4 separate regions of the Mus musculus genome follow, and all the other regions are linked to region 2. Evidence: chromatin contacts called from public HiChIP or PLAC-seq and promoter capture Hi-C data. All regions are on one chromosome and are shown on one strand. The core of a region is the stretch at or near the end of the contact, and the rest is flanking DNA. Distances in the headings are between cores, read along the strand shown. Region 1 overlaps Add1 (adducin 1 (alpha)). Region 2 overlaps Fam193a (family with sequence homology 193, member A). Region 3 holds the start of Mfsd10 (major facilitator superfamily domain containing 10). Region 4 holds the start of Cfap99 (cilia and flagella associated protein 99).

The links. Promoter capture Hi-C pulls out the DNA fragments that hold promoters and counts their contacts. HiChIP or PLAC-seq counts read pairs in DNA pulled down with a chosen protein or histone mark.
Region 1: a contact with region 2 is called in an H3K27ac HiChIP or PLAC-seq map of embryonic stem cells, with 7 read pairs. The contact joins two enhancer-like sites. A contact is called at or near these places in 1 of 15 datasets of contacts at CTCF or cohesin (the NIH/3T3 cell line), 1 of 484 Hi-C or Micro-C datasets (nephron progenitors), 1 of 115 datasets of contacts at active chromatin or transcription factors (embryonic stem cells) and 3 of 9 other capture datasets (adipose tissue, liver and pancreatic islet).
Region 3: a contact with region 2 is called in a promoter capture Hi-C map of embryonic stem cells, with 2.4 times the contacts expected there. The contact joins the promoter of Mfsd10 here to the enhancer-like site in region 2. A contact is called at or near these places in 19 of 39 promoter capture datasets (the 3T3-L1 cell line, 3T3-L1-derived adipocytes, the C10 cell line and 12 more), 2 of 15 datasets of contacts at CTCF or cohesin (large pre-B cells and pro-B cells), 6 of 484 Hi-C or Micro-C datasets (bone marrow-derived macrophages, cerebellum, cortical neurons and 2 more), 6 of 115 datasets of contacts at active chromatin or transcription factors (astrocytes, bone marrow-derived dendritic cells, bone marrow-derived macrophages and 3 more) and 3 of 9 other capture datasets (adipose tissue, liver and macrophages).
Region 4: an H3K27ac HiChIP or PLAC-seq map of embryonic stem cells shows a contact between it and region 2, with 6 read pairs. The contact joins the promoter of Cfap99 here to the enhancer-like site in region 2. A contact is called at or near these places in 5 of 484 Hi-C or Micro-C datasets (bone marrow-derived macrophages, cerebellum, cumulus cells and 2 more), 2 of 115 datasets of contacts at active chromatin or transcription factors (bone marrow-derived macrophages and embryonic stem cells) and 1 of 9 other capture datasets (adipose tissue).

What each region holds. Positions count from the first base shown.
Region 1 is chr5:34,591,757-34,597,898 of GRCm38.p6, reverse strand. All of the region lies in intron 1 of Add1 (adducin 1 (alpha)), which reads right to left. Among named protein-coding and RNA genes, the nearest start is that of Mir7036b, 21 kb to the right of the region's middle. Within about 2 kb of position 4,303, at least 6 of the 459 cell types and tissues checked have an H3K27ac peak or open chromatin away from gene starts, as enhancers often do. A contact at or near this core is called in embryonic stem cells, where this site is marked.
Region 2 is chr5:34,435,005-34,441,301 of GRCm38.p6, reverse strand. It overlaps Fam193a (family with sequence homology 193, member A), which reads right to left. Exons shown (of 21, transcript NM_001243123.1): 7 at 4,704-4,851; 8 at 1,914-1,991; 9 at 1,069-1,181; 10 at 712-954. Among named protein-coding and RNA genes, the nearest start is that of Fam193a, 68 kb to the right of the region's middle. Within about 2 kb of position 1,336, at least 7 of the 459 cell types and tissues checked have an H3K27ac peak or open chromatin away from gene starts, as enhancers often do. A contact at or near this core is called in embryonic stem cells, where this site is marked.
Region 3 is chr5:34,632,407-34,638,470 of GRCm38.p6, reverse strand. It overlaps Mfsd10 (major facilitator superfamily domain containing 10), which reads left to right and starts at 1,259. Exons shown (of 13, transcript NM_026660.3): 1 at 1,259-1,544; 2 at 1,688-1,877; 3 at 1,965-2,061; 4 at 2,347-2,450; 5 at 2,704-2,862; 6 at 2,940-3,101; 7 at 3,312-3,420; 8 at 3,509-3,620; 9 at 3,772-3,880; 10 at 3,958-4,048; 11 at 4,131-4,178; 12 at 4,251-4,340; 13 at 4,457-4,825. The coding sequence starts at 1,704. The coding sequence ends at 4,572.
Region 4 is chr5:34,286,657-34,293,262 of GRCm38.p6, reverse strand. It overlaps Cfap99 (cilia and flagella associated protein 99), which reads right to left and starts at 4,598. Exons shown (of 16, transcript NM_001370805.1): 1 at 4,503-4,598. Zfyve28 (zinc finger, FYVE domain containing 28) reads left to right here and starts at 4,939. Exons shown (of 13, transcript NM_001015039.1): 1 at 4,939-5,164. The coding sequence starts at 5,126.

The sequences.
Region 1 (6,142 bases), core at 3,054-5,553, 150 kb before region 2:
TAGCTCATACCTGTAACCCTAGCAATAGGAAGGCTAAGGCAGGAGTGTCTCAAGTTCAAGACTAGGCAGAACTATACAGTGAGATCCTCTCTCAAAAGCCAAGACACGCTGGGCGTGGTGGTGCACGCCTTTAATCCCAGCACTCGGGAGGCAGAGGTGGGCGGATTTCTGAGTTCGAGGCCAGCCTGAACAGAGTGAGTTCCGGGACAGCCAGGCAGGGCTATACAGAGAAACCCTGTCTTGGAAAAAAAAAAAAGAGAGAGAGGTCATTCTGGAGAAGGTGGCCCTAATTCAACATGACTAGTGTCTATACAGCGGAAACTTATACACAGACACACCACATGTAGACCGCCATGGGAAGATAAAGGCAAAAGTCAGGGTGATGCTAAGGACACTAGCAACTTCCAGCAATCCAAGAGCAGAGGAAGATCTGGGGTGAATATTCCCTCACAGCCTGAGAACCCATCAACCCCATGCACCCTGATCCCCCAGCCCCCAGAGCTGTGAGGTGGTTCACTGCCGTGGACCAGGCCCCTGGTTACAGTACTTTGTTATACACCCCATAAGTTGTAGAGAGGGATCAACAGCAGAGGCTCACTGAGGAAGTGTTTGCCACCTGGTGAGGGGCTCTAAAGAAAAGAGATAGCACAGTAAGGGAGCAAGCTGTCAAGCATCCAGCAGGTGCTCAATGCATTTTGTTGTTTTGGTTTTCTGAAGCAGGGTCTTGTTATGTAACCCAGGATGGCCTCATATTCACCATTTTCCCATCACCACATCCCAAGTACCAAGATTACAGTCCTGTGCTACTACATATGAATATCCTCCACAAGATGTTCATGAATTAGATGGATTCTTCTCTCCCTCCTAAACATTCCAGGCCTCAATCAACCCCAAGAGTCATTTCAAATGTTCTGTGTAGCCTGGCTCAAGGTCTCCTGTATAAAGCATGTTATTCTTACTTCCCTTGTAGCAACCTTCCAACAAGGCCAGAGCCTCTGTAAAAATACTTGCTGCTTAACAGGCCCAGGGAAGAACAGAGGAAATACATTTCTAGCTAATTTTTTAAATGAACACTTGGAAAGCATTTCTTATACACCAAGGCCTCAATTAAGACTTTGTTCTTGGTCAGGCAGTGGCTCACACTTTTAATCCCAGCAAAAGCAGGTGGATCTCTGAGTTCAAAGCCAGCCTGGTCTACAGAGCAAGTTCCAGGACAGCCAGAGCCACACAGAGAAACCTTGTCTCAAAAAAAAGGAAAAAGAAAAGAAAATCAAAACAAGACTTTGTTCTTCAGTGAATGCTGCTACAAGGGACAACAGGATTGTTTTTTTTTTTTTTTTAAGATTTATTTTGACCAGAAGGTAGTGACACACACCTCTAATGCCAGCACTTGGAAGACAGAGGCAGGCAGATCTCTGTAAATTCAAAGCCAGCCTCGTCTACAAAGCAAGTTCCAGGACAGCCAGGGCTACACAGAGAAATCTTGCCTCGAAAAAAAACAACTTTATGTGTATGTATTTTGTCTGCATGTATATGTGTGCACCTTGTGCATGCCTGATGCCCATGGAGGTCAGAAGAGGGCTCCAGATCCACTGGAACTGGAGTTACAAATGGTTATAAGTCACAATGTGGGTACTGGGAACCATACTGGGTCATGTTAAACAATAAGCCATTTCTCTAACCCACAACAAACTTTTCTTGGAAAAGGGATCTATGAGGACTTCTCTGCATTCAAATTACAGCTGCATCTTAAAACATAATCAACTGGAAGGTGGGGCCTTTGCTGGAATGGATGTCAAGATTTTAAACAATCTTGGAGGAACCAGGACTGACACTACCCAAGCAAAGGGCTAAAATCGTGCAACGTGGTGAGAACCCACCTAGAACCTTAGATGGCACAGCTCAGGAGACCTAGACAAATTAATGACTCTGAGAAACACAAAAACATGGAGAGGTTTGCTCAAAGAGATGCTGCCAATCAATAAACGGGAATCCCTATTCTCTACTGAAGTAAGCAAGCACAAATTGCTTCCCCCAAACAAAATGATAAGCTACAATATCTCAAGATTTGTATTCCTTTCTAGCAATGCAATTCTCCATTACACAGAAAGAAAGAAAGAAAGAAAGAAAGAAAGAAAGAAAGAAAGAAAGAAAGAAAGAAAGAAAGAAAGAAAGAAAGAAAAGCAGGCAGACTCACTCACTGGAGGTTCTTAAAATCCTCAGGCTGCTAAGAACCTGAGTTCAATAAAGCTGTTTATTAATCTGATTGGATCATTTCTAGGTATTCTCTTACTGATGAAAACTGCTCAAAAGAGCCTTCTAAATTAACACTGCTGACCACGCACCACACCCTGATAAATTTTACATGAATGAACTCGTCCTTCCCTGTACAAGGTTGGTCTAAACTCAGGGGGTCTGGCTCCAGAATTCCTTCCTCCCAACAATGCACACTGCTCACGGTCCTATTTCAAGAAAGCTCAAGTGAGAAAACAGACTCCCAAAATACAAATTAGAAATAAAAGCAATACATTCCAGGAACGGATTACTTGTGTAGGCCCTATGATCCCTTATGATAAATGAATTAACAGCTTCCCAGCTTAAATTTTCTACACATTATTTTTCATTTCTCATTCAAAATGCTTTATTTGCCGGGTGGTGGTGGCGCAAGCCTTTAATCCCAGCACTTGGGAGGCAGAGGCAGGTGGATTTCTGAGTTCGAGGCCAGCCTGGTCTACAAAATGAGTTCCAGGACAGCCAGGGCTATACAGAGAAACCCTGTCTCAAAAAACCAAAAAAAAAAAACCAAAATGCTTTATTTGATGGCCAAAGTAAATGCATAACCTACATTTTATTTTTTATATATAATTATATTGCTCTGTTGCTTTAATTACAGCATCAACCAATTCTGCAATGTGTTACTGAGATGACAGCTACTGCTTGCCATTGAAAATGTAGTTAAGTAAAAAACCAAACCCGTGACAATCAGGGTCGGTATGGAAGTAAGCACTCCTCACCCCTCGCCCGCCATCCTGCCTTCTGGTAGCTGACACAGACTCTCGGCCACAGGCCAGAATGATGCTAAAAGCCTGTATATATGTCAGAGACACAGACCTCACCCTTCAACCCCACCCCCCAAATTTTCCTTAAGCCTAGCAAAGAATAAAAGGAGAAACACAAGAGATCCCAAAGAGTGACCTGCGCACAAATTCTGCAGGTCCAGCATCAGAAAACCACCACAGTTAAGTCCAGCACCCCTGTAAGGTGTCTCTATTTACAGATGGAAAAACACCCTGAGGTTTTCTATGTGTATGAATGTTTGTCTGCATATATGTCTGTGCACCATGTATGTGCCTAGTGCCTTTGGAGTCCAGAAGAGGGTACTGGATCCCCTGGAGCTGGAGTCACAGATGACTGTGAGCCACCATGTGGATGGATACTGAGAATCAAATCCAGGTCCTGCTGAATCACCTTCCCAGGCCTGCCACACACTAACTTTTGTCAGAGGACTCAATAACAAATCACTGAACTCAGAACTGACTCAAGAGCACTAATTCCAAATGCCATGCTCATCTACTGTACTGAGGCCCAGGCAGCCAGATTCAAATTCAGGAAGCACAAGCACACACTTCAGGCTTTCTGTCTGGTTCGGCAACATCTCTCCACTTCCTGGGACATGACAGACTAAGAAAATAACTGTTCGGGTTTTTTGTTTGGTTGTTTGTTTGTTTGGGGGGTGGATTTTCAAAAGAGGGTTTCTTTGTGTAGCCCTGGCTGTCCTGGAATGTGCTTTATAGACCAGGATGGCCTCGAACTCAAGGCCTGACTCTGCCTCTTGGATGCTGAAATTAGAGGCATGAGCCATTACTGCCTGCGAGAAGGTAGCTAGACAATGAGGCTTAAGGAGGTACAAAAATTATTTCACATCACTACTTTGTACCAAATTTTCTTTAAAAAAAAAAAAAAAACAACAAAAAAACAAAAAAAAAAAAACGCCTTTAATCCTAGATCTTAGACACAGAGGCAGCCAGGTCTCTTTGAGTTTGAAGCCAACCTTGTCAACAGAGTAAGTCCCAGGATAGCCAAAGATACACAGAGAAACCCTGTCTCAAAAAGACAGAATATATAGTTAATTAATTAATTAATTTAGGCAGGAGCAGTGATGCATTTCTTTAATGCCAGCACTCAGGAGGCAGAGGCAGGCAGATCTTCGTGTTCAAGGTCAGCCTGGTCTACATACAGTAGTGTTCCAGGACAGTCAGAAGTACATAAAGGGTCTTTGTTCTGTTTGTTTTAATTCCACTGAAGTTGATATCCATTATCTTCACATGGCCAGGCGCACATATCCATCCAAATGTTCTAAAACAGAAGGTTTTAAGAAATTCCACTCATTCCAGTGACTCAGACAAAAGGATCAAGAGTTCAAGGCCAGGGACTGGTGAGATGGCTCAGCAGGTAAACGCACTGACTGCTTTTCCAAAGGTTCTGAGTTCATCACATGGTGGCTCACAACCACCCGCAATGAGATCTGACGCCATAGCTACAGTGTTCTTATTTATGTAAAGAATAAATCTTTGAGCTGGAGCGAACAGGGACTGATTGAGTGGGGCGGACCTGAGCGAGCAGGATTGACTGGAGCGAGCAGAGGTCCTAAATTCAGATCCCAACAACCACATGAAGGCTCACAACCAACTGAACAGCTACAGTGTGTACTCATATACATAAAATAAATAAAATATCTTTAAAAAAGAGTTCAAGGCCAACCTGAGCTACATAGTTAAAAAAATAAAATGATGATGATGATGGGAGGGAGGGAAAGAAACACAGAAGATCATTGTACAAAAAAGAGAGCAGTCTGTAGTCTAGGAGAATATGAGAGAAGTCTAGACTAGTGTCTAATGAGCATATTCACCAGCGTCTGTACCAAGTCTCATATTCTGAGCCAAGCACCATGAGGGTCCCTGGTGGCTGAAACAGCAAGCATGGTGATACACTCCTGTGACCTCAGCACTCAGGAAGTAGAAGCAAGACTCCAGTGAGCTTGAGGCCAGACACTGTTCAACGCCTTCCCTGCACCAGTCGATGGGGCTGGAGATGAGGCCTGCATTCCCAGCAGTTGGGAGACTCACAACCACTGCTAAGCCCAGATCCAGGGATCACGTGCCCGGACCTGGTACAGAAACCATACACATAATTTAAAAATATATATATATTAGAGGAAAAGAAGTCGAAATTTAACATTATACTGCAACAGTGCCAACTGCCTTTCCTATTTTTGCTTCTTCACTGGATTCAACTACTATAACTGGGGGTTGGGGGCTTCTTGTGTAGCCCTGGCTGTCCTGGAACTCTCTCTGTAGACCAGGCTGGCCTCGAACTCACAGAGACCCGCCTGAGTGCTAGTGCTGGGATTAAAGGCCTGTGCCACCACTGCCTGGCTTTTTTTTTTTTTTTTTTTTTTTTAAAGACAGGTTTTTATCATCTAGCTCTGGCTGGCCTGGAACTCAGAGATCTGTCTGCCACTCTCTCCAAAGTAGTAGGATAAAAGGCCCACTCTATGGAACACAGGCCCCCCAGTGGAGGAGCTAGAGAAAGTACCCAAGGAGCCGAAGGGGTCTGCAACCGGATAAGTGGAACAACAATATGAACTAACCAGTACCCCCAGAACTCGTGTCTCTAGCTGCATATGTAGCAGAAGATGGCCTAGTCAGCCATCATTGGGAAGAAAGACCCCTTGGTCTTGCAAACTTTATATAACTTGACCCAGTACCAGGGCCAAGAAGTGGGAGTGGGTGGGTAGGGGAGCAGGGCAGGGGGAGGATATAGGGGACTTTCAGGATAGCATTTGAAATGTAAATGAAGAAAATATCTAATAAAAAATTTTAAAAATAAATAAATAAAAGGCCCACCCTACCACATTAGGCTTTCTCAACTACTGTAATAGTTTTGCTGACATTATAAAAATCCTTCAAAATGTACTGTTTCCTGAAACAAAATTTGCCCTGCCTCATTCCTTCCCCTTTGGTGCTGAGAATCAAACACCACAGGTCTTCAAGGGTAATCAGCCAATACGCCTCTGCTGAACTGCACCCCACTCCCAAACACTTTCTGAAGGACATTCCACAAGGGAAGGTTGCTAAGTAAA
Region 2 (6,297 bases), core at 87-2,586:
TTAGTCTAGTCTACAGAGTGAGTTCTAGGACAGCCAGAATAACTTAGAAAAATCCTGTCTTGAAAAAAACAAACAAAAAGGAAGAGAAAAAAAGAGGAAGGAAGGAAGGAAGGAAGGAAGGAAGGAAGGAAGGAAGGAAGGAAGGAAGGAAGGAAGGAAGGAAGGAGAGAAAAAAAGAAGGTAAGGAAAGGACAGGAAAGGAAGAAAAAAAGTTATACACATGTGCAAATTAGTGTATGAAGCCTCTGCAAGCAACAGGGTCACAACTGAGTTTTCAGCCCCTTTGCTAATATGAAATGCACTTCTTTATAATGTGGGAGTACAGAAAACACAAACTTTCAATTGCTTGCTAAAGTGATCTGAATTCTTAGCAAGACATGGAACGAGCATGACTCTGGGCTGACAATGAAGAGGATGAACAGCCACTGGCCACCTCAGACAGACTGAGAAGATGAGACCAGAACTGCGGAGACATTTCCCTGCATACCAACTGGCAATTATAAATTTACTGAATTTTTTTTTTCAGGTAATAAAACAGCATCAGTTTGGGTTTACAAATTTCATGATTCAACAGGTGCTTAACACACTGAAAAGTTTTGTTTTGTTTTGTTTTTTAATAAAAAGCACTGCAATGGTGATTGTATTTAGACTGATGTCTAGATTTCTCATCATTGGATAAATTTCTGAAACTATTATAAAGTCACAACTTACAAAGTTGGTGCAGAGCCATTGTCTGTGAGGATGAGTCTAGGATGTTGCTGAATTGTGATGGGAGAGCTGGAACCTGACCCTGAGCTTGCTGATGACACACTAGGTGGGCGCATCTCAGACAGATAGTCGGGAGCAGAATCCACTTGGAGTGGTAGCTGGTGAATGTGGATGTCATCAGTGACCGGGGTGTCCATGATACCACAAGTAAGGATGTGTGAGAGGCTGCAGTCATCACAAGCACATCTGATCAAGAATTAAGGACAGTTACCAAGAAAGCCAACTCTGAAGGTTGGGTTCAAACCTCTGCTTGTATTAGTGCAGGGTGAAGGCCAGTAGCACCCAGGCAGCCCAGCTCACCTTCGCCTGTAGTTGCAGTTGGGACAGTCAGGCATGCTCAACCGAGATGACAACATGTGCCTCCTGGTATCTGTGAAGTTGTTCTCTCCAGTAACCACTTTCTTATTAGTCAACTAGAGGAAATTTACCAAACAATGGCTTAAATTTACAAGACACTTTCTCCATTTTAACTTTTAACAGTAACCATTTACAAACCCAGAGGCCCACATTTTGTAGAAGGACAAAACAAAAACAAGGGAGTAGCCCTGGAATCTGCAGGGCAGGGAACCCACTTGGTGTTCTGGTCTTGGCCAGATACACACCTCGTGCATTTTTGCAGATAACCAGAAGGTAGGTCTGCTCTGGATGCTCAGTACTTGCTAGACACTTCTCTACTGGAGAAGATTGGACCTGAGAGCTATCTAGGAAGTAACACCTAAACTCAACTGACAAATAAGCAGTCGGATTCCAAAGGGAGAAGGGTATACCAAAACCCAACTGAGCCTATTGGCACACCCAGGCAAAGGGGCCTCCGACTCATCCCACTGGTGGGCGGGAGCTCAACTTCAATCTGATGCAATTGGCTAACTGGCACCAACAAAAAGTTCAGGGAATATGGGTCCTTGTACCAGTTCTCACAATTCCTACCAAGATTATTCTTTTCAATATACAAAAACGAAAGACTACATATGGCAAGTATATGCAATCAGTTTATCTGAAAGTTAAAATCACTATGTTTAATGACTTTTATACTGGCAGGAGATGCCAATGGTCTTCATTGGTATTCTGTAACAAAGAGAATGCCTAGATACTAAGGTGACACTTGTTCTGTACAGTCATTTACATGCCTCTCCTGTCAATCTTACCTGTTCTTCAATTAATCTCCTTTGTTTAAAAATCTCCCAGTCTTCTGTTAACATGCGCTGTTTGGTTTTCATTGTCATCTAGAAAGGAGATATAAAAACACACATAGAAACAAACAAACCAAAAACCTTCGTAGTAACTACACAGAACACTCATGGGCTAGAGAGATGGCTCAGTAATTAAGAGCACTGACTGCTCTTCCAGAGGTCCTGAGTTCAATTCCCAGCAACCACATGATGGCTCACAACCATCTGGAATGGGAGCCCTCTTTTGGTGTGTCTGAAGAGAGCTACAGTGTACTCATATACATAAAATAAATCTTTAAAAGCAAAAAAAAAAAAAGAACACTCTCAAGGAAGATTCTTTTAAATGATAAAATCAAAACAGGAGTGCAATACAAAACAATGAACTATATACAAAACAATGAGCTATCACATTTCAGCCTTCGGCCTGACACTTTATCTTCAGTACTCTCCTCATGTGGAAAACCTCAAGAGCTCCAGAGCTTGGAGATCAGGGTACATTCTTTGCAGAAGGAAGTAAATGCTTGCCACAACCTGTTTGAGGACTCCACCCATGTGCAAGACCTTCCTAGTCCTGAGAACATTAGCTCTGAGAACACTGGCCCTATTACCCTTCAGCTATATAATGTCAATAATAACAACATCATAAAATAAATTAAAAGTAAAAACATGAAGTACAAAACAATGCAGTTTGAGAAGAAAACCTGAAACAGACTATTGAAGGAATTTCAAATGTCTGCCAACTCTTATGGCACATTTCCCATCCCAAGAACTAAGGCATGTACAGGTCAACATATACTCCTTTCAAATTCCCGAGAGCAGAGATCTGCAGCAGCTTCTCAGTCAGAACTGAGGGACTGTGGGGGTGCAAAGCAGACACCACCTGCTATTATTATGGGCACTGTTGCAAACAACTTTCCTATGCCCTCTTCAGAAATTTTTCAGTATTCCACATGCTTGTCTGACGTATAGAGTGCCTACAACACACTAGATCCCTTCTACCGCTGTCCAGTAGAGTGTGAAAGGCAAACCCACATTATTATAGGTGGTAACCCTTTACAAGTGACAGGAGCCATCCTATGTGGTCTTAGCTTCAGCACACATGGCTACAGCATACCTTTCCTATGACATATTGTGCGCTCAAGGATCTCTTGAGTTTAGAGTCCCTTTGTAGTTTGAAACCTTAGCTGACTTGAATGGGCACAGAAGCAAGCGCTCCTATTTATGTTACTAATTCAGTTGTACTTTGTATACATCTAGCTCCTCTTCCCCTTCTATGTATTATTCACTATGATGACAAGAGTTAGCCAGGTACAGGCTAGTGCTATAGTTTAGTTCTCTCTCTCTCTTTTTTTTTTTAAATAATGTATTATTTTATGTGTATCAGTGTACTGCTAGCATGTATGTCTGTGTACCACATGCACGCTTGGTGCCCACAAACACCAGAAGAGTGTGTTAGATTGCCTGAAACTGGAGTTATAAATGGCTATAAGTTGTCATGTAAATAATGGGAATTGAACCTAGGTTCTCTGAAAAAGCAGCCAATGCTGTCAACTGCTGAGACATCTCTCCAGCCACCTACAATCATAAACAGGGAGAGTTTTCACAAGTTCTTGACTGTCCGCATAAGGTCCATGTGCTGAGTAACACTGGAAGGTGAAGGAACCTTATAAGAGGTGGCTTCCAGTAGAAGTTAGGTTACTGGGGCATAACCAGGAAATGTAATATTAGAACCCAAACTCTTTCTCTCTGCTTTCTGGAGCCCTAAGGACTTTCTCTATCATGACCTCCAGCCGTGTGCTGTGCTACGACCAAAGCACAGTAAAAGTCAAGGGAATCACACCTAGACTGCAGCCTCTTCCCTTTCAGCTGGATATTTAAGCCACAAGGCTATTAACACTAGCACTCAGGAGGCAGAGGGAAGAGGATCACAAGTTTACATCTAGCATGGAAAAGTGGGACTAGTCCAGTGTTACCATGAGGGCCAAAGTTATTAACAGAGAGTGTTTTTACAAGTTCTAAACTAGAAACCCTCTTTCCAACAACTTAGCAGCAGACAAAGAGAATAAAGGACTCAACCAGTATCTAAATGGCATAATGATCCCGAGATTTATGTGGGACTAGCTTATATCTCAACCCCAAACATATGCTCCTATCTGTTTACAAGCTGTCTTGCACAAACAACACTGGGCTGCCATTTCTCCTTTATTACTCTTCATATTAGTATCTTTAAAACAGAACCTTTGAAACCTAAAGCCGTTCTTGCTTCATCAGAAGCTCTAGAAAGGAAAAGGGGCTGGATCAGTGGCAGACATACCATCTCAACAACATGTCTGGTGCCCCCTGAGATAGGGTGGCCACTTGGTATACCCATTTCAGGTCCATCTTCAGAAGATGTATCCCACTTGTCCTGCTATCCTCTGCCCTTATGAGCTACCTGGATGTCTGTCTGTTCTCTACTGGACAGTTCTGGATGAAGAGAGAATGGGCACTGAATAATAACATGATTGATAAATGGCTGCTGGATCTGAAAGGCCTGGAAACTTTCTAAGGTCCTCTATCAGAACACAGAGACAGTGGGTACAATCTTTTTGAGGACCTAATTGTTGCTGCCACACAATAATAGTCAGATTAGAGGTCTGTGATGTTGTATAATTTTCACTAGGGCATACCAAAAGCCCCTGATGGGAGCTCTGCAACTCAGACTGTAGCTAGCAACTTAGCACATAGGCCCCAGAATGCAGGCTGTGCCTCAAGGGCAGCATTTACCTGCTCATCCACATAGGCATCGATCCTCTTCTGACACTCCAGCCACTCCTCAGCAACTTTGCGCAACTCTTCCTCAGAACGCTGGTACCTCTGCAGCAAGGTGCTGTACATGTCTTCAGTGCAGGTGTCGTGTGTGGTGGTTCCTAGCCTAGGAGGGAGAAGGCCTATCACAAAGGAAGAGCTCAGAAGTTCCTGGCCAAACAAAAGAATCTTGGCTGCCTGTTGCTATTGTCTAACTTTATCACCTCCTGTCACAAAACATACCACAGCAAGTCTTAAAGATTATGTACACACTCTGAACAGAACCACATATAAAGGAGATGTTCAAATAAATAACAGCACCTGCTGAAAGAAACTAGCAGGAATCCTAAAAATACTAAGGTTACAACATATGGAGCTGTATACACATTTCTTATTAATATACACTGACCCAGAGAAAACAAAATGTTTAATGACAAATACAAAACATATAAATCGTACAATTATACACATATGTTTTGAAGTGGAAATATATTCATGCTTTAAAAAGGTATGACCAGGGGGCTGGAGAGATAGCTCAGTGGTTAAGAGCACTGACTGTTCCAGAGGTCCTGAGTTCAATTCCTAGCAACCATATGGTGGTTCACAACCATCTGTAATAAGACCCAATGCTCTTTTCTGGTGTGTCTGAAGACAGCTACAGTGTACTCATACACATAATTAATTGTTATGACCAAAGCATGTCTAAAAATATGTTGTGCATAAATACCTAAAAATATGTGTAAGAAACACAAAGTTACTTACACTGCCTGCCACCTCATGATTCTATCTATAACAACCTAGTGATTTAATAATGAAAAAAAATAACAAAATCATTTTTAGTCAAAACAATTTCACAGGTAAGAATGAACAGAAATAGTTGCCAAAGTCTTTTCCTTTCACTTTGTCAGGGTGGGTCATTTGTGATCACTGTACAAACAGGGAATTCCTAGACAATCTACTGGTTGCAAGGCAACCTGGCACAGGTGTCCACCTAAGCTCGGTACCAATGCCTGGTATCACCTTAGGTCCCATACTGTATGTTGCAGCCCTGAAAGAAGGTTTTCTGCTGATTCCTACTGCTGCCAGCCTTGTCCTTTATTGAACTGATTCTATTCTTCAATATAAATCCCAATTACCATGTGTGATGGTCTGAATGAGAACTGTCCCCCATAATCTGGGACATCTGAACACTTGGTCTCTGTTGGTGGTGCTGCTTGGGGAAGTTTAGGAAGCACAGTTTGACTGGAGAAATGTCATTGGCTTTGAGATTGGAAGCTTCATTCCACTTCCAATTTGTTCTCTCTGCTTTGTGATCATGGCTAAGGCATGAGCTCTCAGCTTCCTGTTTCTACTACCATGCTTTCCCACCAATATGGACTCCTGTCTCTGGACTGGTAAGCCCAAATAAACACTTCCCTCTATAAGTTGCCTTAGTTATAGTGGTTTCTTTTTTTCGTAGCAACAGAAAAGTAACTAAGACACCATGAACTTCCATCCTGCCTTTCTTCCCAAGTGTTCTTCCTTTTCAAGTTACAAATACAGACCATCTGAACAAAGGAGAGTGAATTGACAG
Region 3 (6,064 bases), core at 10-2,509, 200 kb before region 2:
CTCCCTGCCATGCTCAGACACAGGTTGGGGATGTCTGTGAGAGCTCTGCACTGTTAGATGATAGCCACACACAGAATGACATTTAGGCAGTTGTCCATAAAACTGACAAGCTGTCATAGTGTGGGTAAGTACATTATATACGTTTTACAGTGAAGTCGCCTTCCCACACACTTATCAGATCACCTATCACACATGACAGAACAGGACTGAATCCTTACGTCCAGCCTGGCCCTTGTCACCTGCTATGGCTCTGAGGTGTGAGATCTTGTGCGAGGGTTGGTGGTGCTGAGTAGGAGTTGCGTTTTGGATGTGGTGAAGCCACTGTTGGAGCACAGAATGAATGGCTGTGGGCATCCTGCAGCTCAGAAAGTGCTGGTCAAGAACAACCCTGAAGGGAGATTGGGCTCAGCAGCTTGGCTTACAGGGGCTACATCTACCAACAGTACTCACCTTGTCACCTCTCCCTGTGATTCTTCTGGGACAGAGGCTGCATGACCCACGAGGGGCCTGGGCCTGACACACGCACCAGCTAGGCTACCATCCAGCCCCAGCTTCCTCCACGCCTGAATTAGCCACAGGGCTCTGCCGTACAATGGCTCTGTGTAGCCAACTGCAGCAAGAAGCAGGGTGGCCAAATCTGATACTGGGCATAGATTGAGCAATCTATGAGGAGGAACATGCCAAGGAAAAGTTTATAGAGCCTCCAGATACTGTCCTGTGTCGTCAGAAGGGGAACACAATCCAGCTAGAAGAGCCTATCACTCGAGTGCATCCGGTGTTGTCCTCTGGGAAAGAGTCAGTGTGGACTGTATGGCTCCAACAGGTTAACAGCACTGAAGGGATAGGACTTTAGTGGTTCATCTATCTAAAAGATGAGTCTTTGCTCCAGCTGTTCTCATACTTCAGAGTTGATTGAGGATGACTAAATCCTGAATCCTGTTCTTTCTGTCTCCACCGAGTGCTGGTACTAGAGGTGGGCATCACCATCCCCAACTCCAGCATGGTTTAGAGTAAGCTAAAGTAGGAGGGTCAGGAATTCAAGGTCAACCGTGGCTACATGAGACCCTGATTCAAAAGAAAGATATATAGGTACCAAGGAGACTGAACTGCACAGACAAGCTGTCTCTTACATACACTTAGCTCTTCAGAACTTCACCGCTTGCTTCTAATGCATCTGGAAGCCTGCAAGCCTTCTCTATACTTGGCTGCTGGGAGACTCCAAACCCAGTTCCCGCCACAGCACGGCCTCCCGGAAGAGGAGGTGCCTGTTCCGAAGCCTCCGGGGTGTGGCTGCTATCCAGGGAGGTTCCCTGTTCATCCACCCGTTTGTCCCCGCCTGGAGCTGCGGCACGTGTGCACAGGTCCCAGCTGGGTAGGTGGGAAGCAAAGGTTTCGATATCGTGTGAGGAGGCCGAAGTGGTACACGAACAGGAGCTCAGGGCGCCTACGACTCCCCAACCAGGGATTCCCGTCTTCTCCCCGTTACCCGCTTCACAACAGGGGGCGCCCTGACCACTGCGGCCCTGAGCTTACTGCTGCCCTAGGTTGGTAAGGGAGTCGGGCCTTGAAGGGTGTGCCAGGACCGCATTGGAACCACTTCCGTTTTGTCTGGCAAGAACCTGCAAATTCAGCTTTCAATTGTCAGGTAAACGGGGCCGTCATCACCACACCCTCCTTCCCCCAGCAGGGTCGGAGCTTCCACCATGGGCTGGGCAGGGGATGCGGGCTGTACGCCTCGTCCGCCTATACGGCCTCGGCCCGCGTCCGAGCGTCGCGTGATCATCGTGCTCTTCCTCGGCCTGCTACTCGACCTCCTGGCGTTCACGCTGTTGCTGCCTCTGCTGCCTGGGCTGCTGGAGAGACACGGCCGCGAACAAGTAAGCCCCTCCCCCAAGGCGGGAGCTCTCCCCATGCCTAGCCTATCACAGATTTATCCAGCTGGAGTTACTTTCCTCTTTACCCAGGACCCCCTCTATGGCTCCTGGCAGCGTGGGGTAGACTGGTTTGCTTCAGCCATCGGGATGCCAGCGGAAAAGAGGTACAACAGTGTCCTGTTCGGAGGTATGTCGCTGTGTGCCATGCTGGGGCCCACAACCTTTTTTTGGAGAGCTAGTTCTGCCTAGGCTCTTGGTCAATCATCCTCCCTGGGTTCCTGCCTCCTTTAACTGAAAGGTGTGGGTTGGTTTTGTTGTTGTTGTTGTTTGGGGGAGGGGGTTGTTTTGTTTTGTCTTTTTGTTTTTGGTTGGCTTTTTTTTTTAAACTGAGGCCACCCGAGCTTCAGTCGATGGCCTGTGAATATAGGGCTAAGTGTGGTCAACACTCTAGGACTGATCCTCTGTCTCTCAGGTCTCATCGGCTCGGCCTTCTCCCTCCTGCAGTTCTTCTCCGCACCACTCACAGGAGCTGCCTCTGATTACCTGGGGAGGCGCCCAGTGATGATGTTGTCCCTGGTAAGCCTCTGGAGCCAGCTGTCAACAGGCAGAGGGGAGAATGCAGCTGTGGGGCTCCCCTGCCAACAGTGGGCTCCCATCCCTTCTAGAGGGATCTTCTGGCCCCTGGTGTTACACCAAGCTAAATACACCTAAGGAAAGTACAGGGACACAAGTGGCCCGGGTCTGAGGGTTATATGCTTGCCTGCCTTGCTCTGGGTGCTTCCTGGCCTGAAGTGACCGATCCTGCCACTTGGCCTCCACCCATTGGCAGACAGGTTTGGCCATCTCCTATGCAGTGTGGGCTACCTCTCGGAGCTTTAAGGCCTTCTTGGCCTCCAGGGTGATCGGAGGCATCAGCAAGGGGAACGTTAACCTCTCCACAGCCATTGTCGCTGACCTGGGCTCACCTCCAACCCGCAGCCAAGGCATGGTGAGTGAACAGACCTAGGGAACGGGGATTGATGTCTGGGCTTCAGACTCCATGCCTAGCTCAGGTCTTTTCCCTAGGCAGTCATCGGGGTAGCCTTCTCCTTGGCCTTTACTCTGGGTCCCATGCTGGGAGCATTCCTGTCTGTGGAAATGGTGCCCTGGATCAGCCTACTTTTTGCCATCTCCGACATGTTGTTCATCTTCTGTTTCTTGCCAGAGACACTGCCCCAGGAAAAGCGGGTAGGCCCGGGTCCCCGGAGGGGTGAGGGCTCCTGAGGGTTGGAAGGGGTTTCCTTTCTTATCTGTACCATTGGCAGGGGAGACTGGCCTGCCCTCAAGCTGCTAACATCACAACACCTCTTGGGTTTCTGGGATCTGACAGGTCCTGGTCCCTAAGCTGCCAGGCTGTGTGCTCCCAGCCTCCTGGCCAGCCCTCGCTTTCTCCCACAGGCATCTTCTGTCACCCTGGGCTTCCACACTGCTGCCCACCTGCTCAGCCCCCTGGCCCTGCTTCGCTTTGCGGCTGTCACTCACAGTCAGGACCCGCCTGCTGAGCACAGTAAGGAGGCTTACCCCGGACTGAGCTCTCAGAGTCTTGACCAACCAGCATGAACAACGATCAACCTGTGGTCTGTGTTGACTTGCAGGACTCAGAAACTTACGCCGTTTGGGTCTTGTCTACTTCCTCTACCTCTTCCTGTTCTCAGGCCTGGAGTACACACTCAGCTTCCTGGCACATCAGCGCTTCCAGTTCAGCAGGTAGGTCTCCATATTAGTGGCTTCGAGGTTCTCAGACCCCAGGTCCAGGAAGCCTTTGTGGTACCCCTCCCAGCACTCTGGCTGGTGGCCTTGCCCATCCCCCAGGCAGTTGGTGGCCTAGGGGGCTGGGCGCTCACCCTCCACCTCCTAGCCTGCAGCAGGGCAAGATGTTTTTCTTCATCGGCCTCACCATGGCCACCATACAGGGCACCTACGCCCGGCGGATCAGCCCTGGCAAGGAAGCTGCAGCTGTGACGAGGGTAAGGGACTTACTTCCTCTACAGTGAGCACTCCAGGCAGGCTGGAAACCCAGTCCTGAGACTTCTGTCTTCCCTAGGCAATGCTGCTGCTAGTACCAGCCTTCCTCTTAATTGGCTGGGCACACTCGCTGCCTACGTTGGGCTTGGGACTGATGCTCTACTCCTTTGGTGAGTGGGCTCTGCCAGAGCTGGGGTAGACATCCTCGTGCCTCTCCTAGGCTAACAAGTGCCTCCCATACTCTCTCACCAGCTGCTGCTGTTGTGGTGCCTGGTCTGTCCACCATGGTCTCCAGTTATGGTGAGAGTCCTCCCCAAAAGGCTATGCAGGGTAGGAGAGCTGACAGACATCTGACAAGTCCTCTCCCTTCAGGTTCTCCAGGGCAAAAAGGCACAATCATGGGCATACTGCGGAGCCTAGGCGCCCTAGGCAGGGCGTTGGGGCCGGTGGTGGCTGCCTCAGGTAAGTGCTAGCACTTCCTCCTGCAGCCTTCCCCAGCTGCCTGCTCTGTGCCTGGGGGGGTGGGGGGGTGCAGGAACGGGACTGTGAAGCCTGGGTGGGCACCTGTCTCTCCACAGTGTACTGGCTGACTGGGGCCCAGGTCTGCTTCACTGTGTGCTCGGCCCTCTTTCTGCTCCCCTTCCTACTCCTGTGGAAGCTGAAGCATCCAGCAGAGACTTCCAAGGAGGAGTAGCTGAGCTGCCACACCCAACCCCAGCTGTCTGGCTGCCAGGTGGGAACCTGGGCCCAGACCACTCAGCTCCTAGCACACTCCTCCCACCGGGCCCAGGGAGGCTCGCCACGCCCCTCCTCTCTCTGGATGGCAACCCAGCAGGAAGCCTGGGCAGCTACACCCTTTTCTTACTCCAAAACCTTTTAGGCTTCCAGAATTTTTTTTATATCTTATTCTTCTGAATGACCAAATAAAGCAGCTATTTTGTACCAAGTGCCTTTCCGTCTTACTATTCTTTGACAGTTGTGTACTAAGTGTTATATGGTAATATAACTACCCCATTGAAGAACCACTTTCTAACAACCCCCTCCCCTCTGTTTTGGTGGCCCACTGGAATTTAGTTAGTGTGGGTATAGGGTGGGGCTATTTACTGGAGTGTGGGCCACATCACTGCAGTGAATGACTCCCCTCCCACAGCAACCTTAACCTTTTTTTTTAATATGAATACACTGTCACTCTCCTCAGACACACCAGAAGAGGGCATTGGATCCCATTCCAGATGGTTGTGATTCACTATGTGGTTGCTGGGAATTGAACTCAGAACCTATGAAAGAGCAGTCAGTGCTCTTACTCTCTAGCCCAACCTTAACTTCTAATGGGAAGAGGGGTGAGGCCTACCAAGCTCCTCCCCATCAGTGACAGAGCACCGCCACACCCCAACTTCATGATAAAGTTGTGTATGTGGCAGAAAAGGCTGCTGTAAGTATAAGGTACAAGGGATCCCAAGTTCATAGCTACGGATGACATCTGACCAAGAATTAAAAAGCCTGGGTTGGAAAGATAGCTCAGCTGTTAAGAGCACTGGCTGCTCTTCCAGAGGACCCAGGTTCAATTCCCAGAATCTCCATGGCAACTCACAATGTCTGTAACTCAAAGTTCGGAAGATCTGGCACCCTCACACAGACATATATGCAGGAAAAACATAATATAAATAAGAGTGAAAAATAAACCTTAAAAAGACTGGTGGTGGCCAGGTGTGATGGCGCACCCCTTTAATCCCAGCACTCAGGAGGCTGAGGCAGATGGATTTCTGAGTTCAAGGCCAGCCGAGTTCCAGGACAGCCAGGGCTATACAGAGAAACCCTGTCTCAAAAAAACAGAAAACAAAACAAAAAAAGATGGGAGGTAGTGGTGGTGGCATACTTGTTTGACCACAGCACTCAGGAGGCAGAGGCAGAAGGAATTCTGTGAGTTCAAGGCTAGCCTGGTCTATAGAGTTCCAAGACAGCCAGGGTTACACAGAGAAACCCTGCCTCAAAAAACAAACAAAACTTAAAGGAAAAAAGACTTTTAGTTTTTAACACAGGACAAACACTTAGGAAGCCCTATTTTAGGGCCAGCAAGGTGTCCTAGCAGACAAGGAGGGCACCTGCCACCAAGCCTAATGACCTGAAGTTAATCCCCAGAACCCATATGGTAGAAAACATACTGCTCAGCTTTTCCTCTGACATAC
Region 4 (6,606 bases), core at 3,349-5,848, 150 kb after region 2:
ACCACTGCCCTGCACACATTGACTTTATAAATTGTCTGCTTTTACTAACTTTTACTAACATGAGTCCTTTATACAAGACGTTTCAGTTTTATTGTCTCATTTAACTGGGGGGATAGATTCTCTGAGAGTATTTTCTAAGGAAACAAGAGAACAAGCCCATGTTGAGGAGTTTGGAGTGGGGAATCTGGTTCCCTATCCCCAAAGAGATTTTCTTTCTGTGAGAGCCTGGGGTGTGGCCTCAAATGCCTCACTTGCTCTGTCAAAGAAGTGAGGTAAAGGAGACCAGTACACACATAGCCAGGACCCAGAGCAAAGAACACAGGCAGGCAAAGAAAGCATTTTTATAGACTCCCAGTTAAAGACCTAGGAATGGGGCTCAGCCAGGAAGCACTAGCCTAAAAAGCCAAGCCTTGGATTCTATCGTCAGCACCAAGGAAAACAAAACCAGAACAGAACACAGAGCAAATGTCCTGGACACAGTGCTGAGAAGTGGCTGCTCTTCTCCACAGGTTCAAGGCAGCAGTTCGTGACTGCAGGGAGTCAAGGTAGCAGGAGCCTGGCCAATGACCACATTGCATGCAGAATGTGAAAGGAAACTAAATACATCTAGTGCACAAAGGAAAACAGAGGGATGGTCGCATCCTAAGGTTCGGCTTGCCTTCTCCGCAGTAATTGTAATCATTGTGTACAGCCCAGGATCCCTGGTGGGACACCCAGACCATGGACTGGTCCTGCTCACAGTTAAGGTGAGTGAGTCTTTCCACAGGGTTAAGGTAATCAAGATTACACCCTCCCACCCAGGCAGGCATGTCCAGTGGTCTCTCAGGTTGTCGAGGTCCTATCTACATGCTAACTATCATTAGATACTCTGATGGGAATATTAGATTTTCCTTTTTCAGTAAGTTTCCAATCTGGAAGCCCAGGTCTTGGGCTGAATTGATGTGGATGTGTTGCCCAGGGTGCCAGGGAGCAAAGACTGCTTCCTGCTCCCCTGCTATGGAGCCTGTGTGTCTCTGCAAAAAGGGTGGGTCAAGTGCCCGAGGCTGACCTGAGTCAGGGAGGATGGAAGGAATTAATTCAAGCCCTCCCAGGTCTAGAGTTGACCTTGGTAGAGGATCCAAATGGAATGGACCAAAGAACCAACCTGAAGGTGGGAGGGAGCTCCCAGGAGCCAGCCTGACCCTCTGCTCACTGTGTGGTGGAGGCTGCCTTGCCCCACACCTGGGCAAAGAGCAGGTGCTTTGTGAGGGTGGATAGACTCTGAATCCCCTCTGAAATTCACCTAAAGTTTGAGAAAAACAATCATATCTGCGACTGGAGAACAGGCATGGGCTCAGCCAACTCTGAAGCATGCTTCGAGCACCTCAACTCTACACTAAGTTTTGGTTTAATTTTTTTCTTGTTTATTTTTGTTTTGGGGAAGGTGGTCTTGATATGTAGTGGAGTCTGGCTTCAAAATCTCCATCCTCCTGCCTCTGCTTCCTCAGTGCTGGGATCACAGGCCCACATATCCACAGCCAGACTCAGCTTTACTTAAAATAATTGTCTGTTTACTTGCTTTTAGTGCAAGAGACAGAACCCACAGCATCTCCTACACTGGGTAATTGGTCCAATACTGAGCCACATCTCAAGTATCTCAGTATTATTTAGTTTGCGGGTGAGAATTGAGATCTAACTCCTAAGTGGATTGATTACCTTTAAATATGGCTCTTTAACTCCATTCTCGAATCAGGGCTCAATGGTCTGGCCCTTGAGGTAACCTGGAAGGCAGGCTGAAGCAAGCAAGGAGGGTTCGTTTCTATCAGATGCAATCCACTTCAACAGCTTAGGCCATATCAAACATATGTTAGTGAAAGCACCCTCTTTCCCCACAACTAAAGCTGCTCTGCTAAGTGTGGCGGCTACTGTTGAGGTTTTGTCTTTTACTGTGTATCACAATGTTAAGTGTTGGGGGAGGGGAAAGACCAGGAGTCTGCACATAGACCTAAGTGACCCTGCCCCCAGGCTATTTCTGATTGGTATATAAAGATGCCAATAGCTAATAGCTGAGCAGAAGAGACATCGGTGGGGTTTAGATTTTCTGGGCTTGGGATTGGAGAAGAACCATGAGAAGAAGAAGGTGCAGGAGGAAGGAGAAGCCACCATAGGTTTAGATGAGCTGGCCTCGAGGGCTGGCCAATTGAAGTTAAGAGCAGCCCAGATGAAACATAGTAAGTAGTAAGTAATAATTTGGGGTTATCAATAGGAAAGTAGATTCTAATTGCATATAAGGTAGGTATCTGCTCAGCTGTTGTGCTGTTTAAGGCTTATTGTAAATATAAAGGTTGTGTCTTTTATCCATGAACTAAATGGTCAAAGACTGTGTAGAAACCCCAGGTTGGAATTAAAAATTTCTACAACAGGCTATGAAGCCACTCCTTGCAGCTTTCTCTTCCCTCCTGAACTACAAAGCCTGACTCTCACTTGGGCCTATTGTTACCCAACCGGTCAGTGACATTTCTCAGCCTCCTTGAAAGCTGGCTATGGTCGTGTGTACAAGTTCTTCCATCTCTCAGAAGTACTAGAGAATAAACTGTGGGAGCATTAGCCTGAAGTGTAGGACATCTCTTTCTTCTCTTTTCCAGTAGGTTCATGGGCTTAGGAGGCGATGGCTAGAACCAGTGCAGCCATCCTGAATCCTCAGTAAACAGGTCAAGGATGGTAGCCAGAAAGCTGGTTCCTGTTGCATGTCCAGAATTACCTCTGCACACATCTCTCTCTCTTTTTTAAAGATTTATATGTAAGTACACTGTAGCTGACTTCAGACACACCAGAAGAGGGCATCAGATCTCATTACGGGTGGTTGTGAGCCACCATGTGGTTGTTGGGTTTTGAACTCAGAACCTTCAAAAGAGTAGTCAGTGCTCTTACCCGCTGAGCCATCTCACCAGCCCTGCACACATCTCTTGAATGTGAACAAATCTGTCATGCTGGGATCTTTCTGCCTATAGTTAAGCCTGATCCTGATATACCTACCTCCTTGGGCTCAGCCTTTATCTTGGGCACAACTTCCAATATGAAGCATAGAAACAGCTTCTGCACAGTAATAGCCCCAGGCTTTGGAGTTGGCCAAGGGTGAACAGACACCAGATAATTTATTAATCTACTTACTACTGGACATGAATTCATGTGTCTGCTCAACGTCTTCACTTGGAGAAGATGATGGCTTTGGGAAGAGCTGCTTTTAGTTTTCTTTTAAAATTTTTTTACTTATTTTTATGTGCGTGTATATATGGGTGCATATGTAAGTGTGTGCACTTCCATGGGGCGGCCAGAAAATGACCGTAGTGTAGCCCTGGCTGTCCTGGAACTCACTTTGTAGACCAGGATGGCCTCAAACTCAGAAATCTGCCTGCCTCTGCCTCCCAAGTGCTGGGATTAAAGGCGTGCGCCGCCACGCCCAGCTCCACCTTGTGTTTTGGGCAGAGTTTCCCATTATTGTGGTGCTCACCAACTAGGCAATAGGCTACATTGACTAGTGAACCCCGTGGGTCCATCTTCTTAGCCTCTGAAGTGCAGCGATTGTAAATGTCATAATGCCTGGCCTTTTTTACAAAAATATATTTATTTCTTATGTTTATGTGTATTTGCCTGCATGTATGTATGTGCATCACATGCATGCAGGGCCCATGAAGTCCAGAAGAGGGGTTTGATTATTTGGAGGTGGAGTTACAGAAAGTTGTGAGCAGCCATGGAGGTGCTGGTGACTGAATCTGGGGCCTTGCCAAGAGCACCCACTGCTCTTAATCACCGTGCTATCTCTCCAGTCCATGCCTAGGGTTTTTGTTTTTGTTTTTGTTTTTCCAGTGAGTTCTGGCATGCTGAACCTTCTTCCACTAATTAGGCAAACACGTCACTGATTGAGCTATCTTCCCAGCCCCACAAGCAGTTTTTATGACTGAGAGAGTATACAGTTGTGGACATGTTGACTCTAAGGTGATCTGTTAGTTGTACAAATAGTGAAGAACAGGCAAACATCTGAATTCAAGCATTTAGGCTGGAGGGAAAAAATGTTTTTAAAACCACGTAGCTGCCTGGAACTACATAGAAATGGGTGGAGAGCAGCTTCCAAGGAGTAAGAAGGGAGCTACAAAGCAGGTCCAGGGCTGAGGGGCTAAGGGAAGATGCAGGAACTGCTAGGGTACACACACTGTATTAAGAGGTAGTCATCTGGGTCACCTGTTAACAGAGAGAGAGAGAGAGGGAGAGAGGGAGAGAGGGAGAGAGGGAGGGAGGGAGGGAGGGAGGGAGGGAGGGAGAGGGAGGGAGAGAGAGAGATTGATTGGAGGTGGTGGAAAACACCCTACTTTTATTTTTGGAGGTGGGAAGAAAAGCGCAAAGGTAGCTCGCTAAGGCCAGAAAATAGGCAAAGATTGGAGAACTGGAGAAAACGAGTTAGGGAGAAGAGGATGGGCTGTGCCTGGCTCCCTGTGGCGGCCCCTCACCTTAACCTGCCTGCCTACCTGCGGGCCTCTTGGCCTTCCTTGGCTTTAACCTCGTAGTCTGTCCAGGCGCCGCGGGCGGGAGCGTTCACTGGCCAGCTCCGGTACCCGCAGATCGCCTAGGCATCGTTTGGGCGCCGTCACCTAGCAACGCCGCGCAGGCCCTGCCCGCGGTGGGCGCCGGGACCTGTAGTCCTGAGCCTCCCTCCCTTGGTGCGCGTCCCGGGTGGGGTACGGCGTGGCGTTGGGCGGGGATTGGCGGCCTCGCCGGGCTCGCCCCATCCACCACTTGCAGCGGGCCGGGGGCGTGCGGCGCCTCCGGCGCATGTGCGGTCGTGACCGGCGGAGGCGCTGGGTGCTCTTAAGCCGTGAAGCACCGCGCGCCCTGTGCCCGCGCCTTTCCGCGCGCCCGCCCGCTCGCGGGTTTGGGTCGGCCGCGCGCCGCTTGCTGAGCATCCTTCCGGCCGCGCACCTGCCCCGCGCACCTGCAGCCAGCTGCTCGGCGCTAGGCGCCGCGCACACGATCTGCTTGCTCAAGCAGGTCCCGGCCCTGCCTGCGTGTCCACCCCGCGCCGCAGCCGGACCCGGGCGCAGCGCTGCAGAGGGCGAGGGCCGCCCGGAGCGTGGCTCGGGCCGGCGCGGCGATGATGAACAGATTCCGAAAGTGGCTGTACAAACCCAAGGTGAGCGGCTCCAGCTGCGGACCATGTCCCGGCGTCGCGCTTTCCCCCCTCCAGATCCCTTATCCTGCAGGTCCCTCCTTGATAGATAGACCTCGTTTCCTTGGCCCTGTATGAATTTCTTTCTCCAGTTCATGGGATGCCCTTTCCCTGCATTCCGCGACTTGGACAGACCATGTACCTGGCGCGCATTGACTGCTCTTTTCCAGTACCAGACGGGGCTCTTTCTTTCGGGCCTGGGTGTACTGTCATGTTTCTCCTCGTCTGGATACTAGATGGGCTGGCTCCAGCTCGCACCCAGCGGTCCCAGCCTGCGTGCTCAGAGCCCCTACTTCTCTTGGTTCCCTCTAGCCTCACCGCTGATGCTCCTTCATCTTTTCGCAACACAATTATTCTGTCCTAGGATAGTGGGTCTCCCACCCTCCCTTCGCACTTGGGAACCGACCGTTTCATTCCCCTTTCTCCAACCTTAGGCTTTGGTCAGACTCTTTCTTCCCGTATCTTAGAGGTCCCTCACGCCGCGGTCTGGTCCTCTATCCCAAAACGGAGTAATTGGATCTTGGTCCAGTTCTCATCTCTATCCTGTTCCGGTAGCCGCCTGCACCCTTTTGGATCTCCGACCAGTCCTCTGCCCAGTCGCGGGGTGAGGCTCGTGGAGCTTGAAGCTTCAGTGGGCCGGAGGTGCGATTCACCAGCCAGTTCGGGTCCAGGCGGCGCGCCCCGGCAGCCGTGCCAGTCGCACTGCGGGCGCTGCGTCCCGCTGCCTGCCTGGGGCTGGCAGCCCGGAGCCGGACCCGGTGCGCTCTGTTCGCAGCTGGGCGATGCAAAGCTAGGATCCAGCGAAGATCCAGGACGCAGCTGCGGCGTCCAAAGCTGCGTGTTGGGGGTTGGCGGAGTCTGGGGACGCCAACGCTGGAGGTCTTCAGAGGGTCACGACCTGGGTGGGGTCACTGCAAAGACTAAGGGCGGGAGCAGTGCAGCGGCTGCGTGCTGGTATCTCCGAAGTCAGAGGCCTCCTTCTCTTTGGCCCACCCAAGGAACTGACCGCTCTCCCGCCGTGACTAGCCACATTTCTTGATTTAGGGTTTCTGTCCCAGACTCTGTGAATGGTCTCTCGGAGTGGGGCGAGTATTCTGGAGAGACAGCTGGTCTGTTTGGAAGACTGGCATTTGAGGTTTAGGGGACTTTCAGGGATCTGAATCTGTTACAGTTTTTGTCTGCCGAGGTCGGGAAGTTTTTCCTTAGGTTAGAGAATGTTGGGGTGAAGGCTTACAAAGCATGGGGCTGCCTTTGATCAGCCTCGGACTGGACAGAAGGTATTCTGGAGTCTTGTGCGCTGGTGCAGCAGCGGCTCGTGCTCCTGTCTTCCTGGTTGTGGGCAAATATACTGGGGGGTGGGGTTGTGTGTGGGGAACCCTTGCGACCCTTGCGATGGGTGTGGTTTG